Regions from separate parts of the Athene noctua genome. Here region 2 is linked to region 1. The links are chromatin contacts, called in public Hi-C maps. All regions are on one chromosome and are shown on one strand. Each heading gives the region's core, a stretch centred on a gene start, on an enhancer-like site or on the middle of the called end of the contact. The rest is flanking DNA. Distances are from core to core; before and after follow the strand shown. Region 1 holds the start of SNX16 (sorting nexin 16). Region 2 holds the start of MRPL53 (mitochondrial ribosomal protein L53).

Region 1 (2,654 bases), core at 77-2,576:
AAGTAAATAGGCTATAATAAAACCACTTAAAAAGGGTTTGCCTCCAGCTTGCAGCTATCGCAATTCCAAACCCTTTTAAGCTAATGGTTTGTACGTTCAGTGAGAAACACGCAAACCACAGGATTCAAGAATAATAGATTAGAAACAAAACAATCCTTACTTAAAAGTTCTAATTGGATTTAGAAGACTTTTAGCTATGCAGTACTATTTGTGATCTGGTTACATACATTATATTTCTGCTTGGACAACCCAGTCAGGCTGGCCTCTGTTGTTTAGGATTTAAGTGCTACCATGGAATGTCCGCTGAAGAACTAGTGGAATATTTAAAGAGACAACTTGCCGAGTTAGGTTTTGTAACTTTTTTTCAAAAGAATAATTTTGTGTCGACTTCGATCAAGTTACTTAACATCTTCCTCTCCTCATGAACTCAAAATCGGGGCCTATTTTATCACACCTCGCACACACAGAGATGAGGGCAATTCCTGCCCCAGCCTGTTACCGAATTAGAAACAACTGAAGGTAACTGCCCCCCTCCCAATTCCACAGCAGGATGTGCTCACGCTGCCTACCTTTGTGTGACTTAATGGTTCCGAAACGGACGAAGACCAAACAGAACCCGCCGTTACCTTTCCGTCACCCGCCAGCGGCCGACACAGCCCCAAAGCGGAGGGAACGCGCGGAGGGAAAGCGGCCGGTGGCAGCCGCCCGCGCTCGGCACCGCCACGGCGGGGACGCGGCTCCCGCCTCCCGGCGGCCGCGCTCGCCGAGGGCCGCTCGCGCCGCTTTACGTAACTTGGGGAGCGGCGGTGCCGGAGGGACCGGGCTGGCGCAGCTGCACGGCCTGGCAAGCCCTGCCCGGCCGCCAGCCTTCGGGAACCGGCTAAGGCACCGCCCCCGAAGTGCGGCGCCGCTCCTCACCCCCGCCCTGCGGAAGGGGGGTCCCGTCCCCGCCGTCCCGCCCGCGCGGGACCGGGACCGGCCCCAGCCGCGCCGCAGCCCACGCGCCGGCACAACCGGCGCCCCCTACCGGCGGGGACCGGCGCGGCCGCCTCCGTACAGGTGCGCCGGGGCTGCGGCGGCTGCGCCACCGCCCGGCGCGGGGTGGGACAGGCCAGGGCCGACCCAGCCCGAGCTCCCCGCCGCCCGCCTCCCCATTCCCGGCGACGGCGCCTCCTGCCCCGCTCGCCCCCTCCCTCCCTCCCGCCGGGCGCGCAGCAAAGGGCGGGCGAGCGCCCCCACTCACCTGCTCGCCGCCGCGCTCCCCCTCCCTCTGCCGCGCCACCGCCGGGGCCGCCCCTCCCCCCCGGCCGGCCCGGCCCCGCCCCCCGCGCGCGGCGCCCCGGGCTGGGAGGGGTGGGCGGGGCGGCGGGCCGGTACCTGCGGCGCGTGGCGGGCGGGGGCCGCGCGCAGGGGGCGGGGCCGTCGCCGCCGCCTGCGCTGCCCGGCAGGCGGCGCGAGCTCGCTCTGTCGCGCGCCGGCCGCGGTGCACCTTGGGCGCTGTAGTGCCTTGGCCCGGCGGCGGCTGAGGGGAGCGCGGGAAGCGCCCTGAGGGCTCTCGGGCGGCCGCCGCCCCAGCGGTGTGCGCGGGCTGCCCGCCGGGGTGGCCCCAGGGTCTCCAGCTTCCGGGCAGCGGGGGGGGGCCTCCCGCGCCCCCGGCAGCGTCAGGCTGCCCCTCGGCCAGGTGGGCCCGCGGCGCCCTCGCCGCGAAGGGGTGGAAGGAGCGGAGCGGGAAGGTGGCCGCGGGCAGGCAGGGAGGGGCGGCGGGTCCTCGCATTCCTGGGTCCCGGGGACGAAAACCCCAGGGGCAGTGTGGGGCGTTAACGTCATCTCACGGGGCACCACCATAAAGCCGTGCTGTACCGCGAGGTGTTTTCATATGGCAGCGTAAGGGGCATGGTGGAGTGCCACGTGAGACTTCACGGGTGGAAGCGATAAGTGAATTTGCTGGAGGGGAGTGGCAGGGAGGAAATCACTGTTCTTAAATAGTGGTGGATATAAAACAGTATCTCACTATCTCATAGTGAACTAGGTATGTTTTAAACAGGTGATTCGCGGAAAAAAAAAAAGACTCTACAACTCGAATAGAGTTATAAAGCAGGTATGTTGACTCCGGCGCCGGGGTGCAAGGGGATTTCTCCACAAAGCTTGCACACCCGTCGCACATTTTACCAAAAACTTACAGAGTGTGGATATCCATATTCGTTGAATTACATAACACAAGCATACATATGCATGAGTAAGGCTGGGTTAGTTAGAAAGGCTGATGAAAACAGTTTATGTCATCGTTGCACCTGCACATTGCTTCCTGGTGGTCATCCTCGGGGGTCTTTGGGAGGAAGGCTCGTAGTCTTTCTCACTTTGTTTTTTTTCCCGGAGCATGCACAGGTTCTCTTGGCCAATTTCTTGAATAACGAGAGTGTTTTTCAGACGGTTTACTTTCTATCTTATCTAAGAGAACCAATAGAACTTCTACCATTTGTATAGGGCTATCTTTACTCATTAGCAAAATTCCAACTAGTTAGAGCCATCTGTTACTCAAGGACAAAAGTATAATATTTTGCTGAACATTGTAATCCTTGGTAGATTTTCACAGTGAACTGCTTTGTTTTGATGAACAGTAGTCCTTGGTAAAATTCCACAGAACAGTCTGGGTG
Region 2 (2,654 bases), core at 115-2,614, 240 kb before region 1:
ATGATGGAGTCTTTCAAAAGATATCTCACAGAAATGTATTTTTTCCCATAAAGGAAGACTATGATATATATTTTTTAAAAAGAATAAAAATATTAAAACTACATTGACTCCTCCGTGTTTAGTTTTGCTACTTAGTTTCTCTTGGCTAAATCTCAACGAAGAGCATGATTTTTCCCAAGGACTATGTGATTTTTTTTAAAAAAAAGAGAACTTCCAATAAAGAAAGATAAGCTTCTGAGAAACGGTTACCCATTACAAGGGATGATAGATATTTAATGCAGCTCCTGTAGATCAGAAGCATGGGTCTGGATTGACTATTCCATAGAGATTCACAACGTGGGTTGAAATGCCATTGCTACTGGGTTTATTCCCCCCGCCCCCCCCTAACCCTCGCTAGGATCCGGGTGCTGTTGAGCAGCAGGGAGCCAGGAGGCCGCTGCAGACATTTATCAGGGAGGGTTCTGCCATCTAGTGGAAAATACACAGCTGGCACCAACCACACCAACATCCAAAAACCTTTGTTTAAAGGCTAGCTGTGGTCTGCTGTATCTAACCTGCCAGAAAAAAAACAAAAAACAGCAAAAAAAACCAAACCCCAAAACACAACATATTCACTTCCAGTAGTATTGCCTCCTACAAGTCGCTCTTCTGCTTGTTGTATAGCAAAATATTGCCTCTAATTTATCCTTGGCCGTATTGGCTATTCCTCATTCATCCTCATTAATATCCATTCATCCTCATTAATATCCGTCTATTTAGTTGTATTAAATAAACTACTTCTGGAAGACATCAAAAGCTGTCACATCATAGGGATAGATTTGACATAAAGAAAACAAATCCAACCTTGCTTCTTAAGTTTATGGGTACTATATACTATAGCTTCCCATAGGCATTACCCCATGCCCTCTGTCTCCTGCATTCAAGTCCTAACGGCTCAAGGGCCTTCTGCTTCGGATCCCAGAGGAGGTCTTTTATGTCAAAAGTGTGCCTTTTTTTTTTCTGCCATCTGCAACTACTGAGTCAGTGGAGGAGCTGGGACAGGTTGGTCAGTCGGCCCCGCTCCCTCCCTCAGCCATAACTGAGCCCGCCCCGAGCGCCTCGGGTTGTTAAACGAGGTTCGTAGGGCAGGCAGCAGTCATCCCACCGGGGGTAGAGGCAGGGCACACCGGGCCGCGGGCGCCACGCCGCCGTGCCCGTGGCCTTCCACGGCCACGGAAAACGGGCCGCTGGGCCGCCACGAGGGGCGCGCCCGAGGGGGAGGCCGCGGCGGACTACATTTCCCAGGTGCCTGCGGGGGGGGGGCGGGGCGCCCGCCTCCATTTCCCGCCTCTGCGAGAGGGCTGCTGGGAGCTGTAGTTGGGGAGGGCAGAAAGAAGATGGCCTCCAAGATTCATGTGGTGCTGCGGCCGGTGAAGAGTATCGTCGTCCGCTTCTGCCCTTTCGAGTCCAACGTGGAGAGCACGAGGTGAGGGAGCTGCGGGGGCAGCCCTGGCCCCGCTCTGGCCGTCGGGGCCGCGCCCGGCGAGGAGGCCTTGGCCGGGCTCCCCTAGCTGTAACCCCCCCAAGCGCCCTTCCTGTGCCCAGGGCGTGGGTTCTGTACGTTTCACGGCAGATGTGAGGGCTGGACTTGTTGCCTTTAATTTTATTTATTTGGGGGTGTAGAGGCTGGGGTTACACGCGTCCGCAGTGCGGCCTGTGCCCCAGGCCCTGCCGCAAGCCCAGGCATGGTGAGAGGCGCAGGCCCGCGCCCCTCTGCCCGCGGAGGAGCAGGGAGAGCGGCGCCTCCCAGCCGGCGGCTGCCCCGGTCGCAGCAGCGACAGATGCAGAACGAAGCCGTTAAAACTGCTGTGACTGTAGCGCCCTGTGATTTGCTGTCACTGTAGCCAGCAAAAGTAAAAAGATGCCCTGGAAGCAAATCACGAGGGAAATGGCAGCACCTGTTGTTCCCTCTCTAGACAAGAACCTTCTTTTCCCAAACTTCCGCATCGGCTGTACTTTAACTTTCATGATCTTGGTCTTTGACGGCTTGCATTTATCAGGGCTTTGTAGCTTAGTCTAGGCAGAACCTTGACGTTTTGGAGTGAGATGATAGTGTTTGTCATAAGGGTTCGGTTCATGTATGCGTTACCAGGATGCGCACAGCATTCATTCTGTGCTGATTTTTGGAGGATCTCTGTATCTCAGGCGTAGACCCTTGCCTCTAGGCATGTGCATTTAGCTTTACCAAACTACCCAGCGAGGTACCCCTTTCGGTTGCAGAGCCTGTAGGTGGGGATCTGTAATCACTAGTCCAAATGCTGGTGATGGGGGAGAGAGGGGGCAGCAGCTGCTGCTCAGTCTTGGTAATTAACTGTTGGAGAAATCTTGAGTGATGCAAGTTCTGCACCAAACAATTGTAAAATGTCAGTTTTCAGTAGCTTTACGGACACATCTATTTTTGAAATGAACTTAGTAGCACAACTTAACTTAGTCTTTAAGCCACCAGAATGTCAAGTAGCTGTCATGCCTTTCAGAAATTTACAGGAGACTGATTTATTAAATAAATAAATAATGTCTTAAACCCAAACAGTGAAACGTTGGCAAGCAAACAGAATATAAAGAAAAATGAAAATTACTGTTGGTTTGGTTTGGGTTTTTTACTAATCCAGCTGAGA

What was found. A called contact is a pair of places that touch in the nucleus more often than the background predicts.
Region 2: a Hi-C map of heart shows a contact between it and region 1, with 5 times the contacts expected there. The contact joins the promoter of MRPL53 here to the promoter of SNX16 in region 1. A contact is called at or near these places in 2 of 2 Hi-C or Micro-C datasets (heart and liver).

What each region holds. Positions count from the first base shown.
Region 1 is chr2:31,845,968-31,848,621 of bAthNoc1.hap1.1, reverse strand. SNX16 (sorting nexin 16) reads right to left here and starts at 1,326. Exons shown (of 8, transcript XM_074898783.1): 1 at 1,244-1,326.
Region 2 is chr2:32,081,329-32,083,982 of bAthNoc1.hap1.1, reverse strand. MRPL53 (mitochondrial ribosomal protein L53) reads left to right here and starts at 1,364. Exons shown (of 3, transcript XM_074897664.1): 1 at 1,364-1,465. The coding sequence starts at 1,377.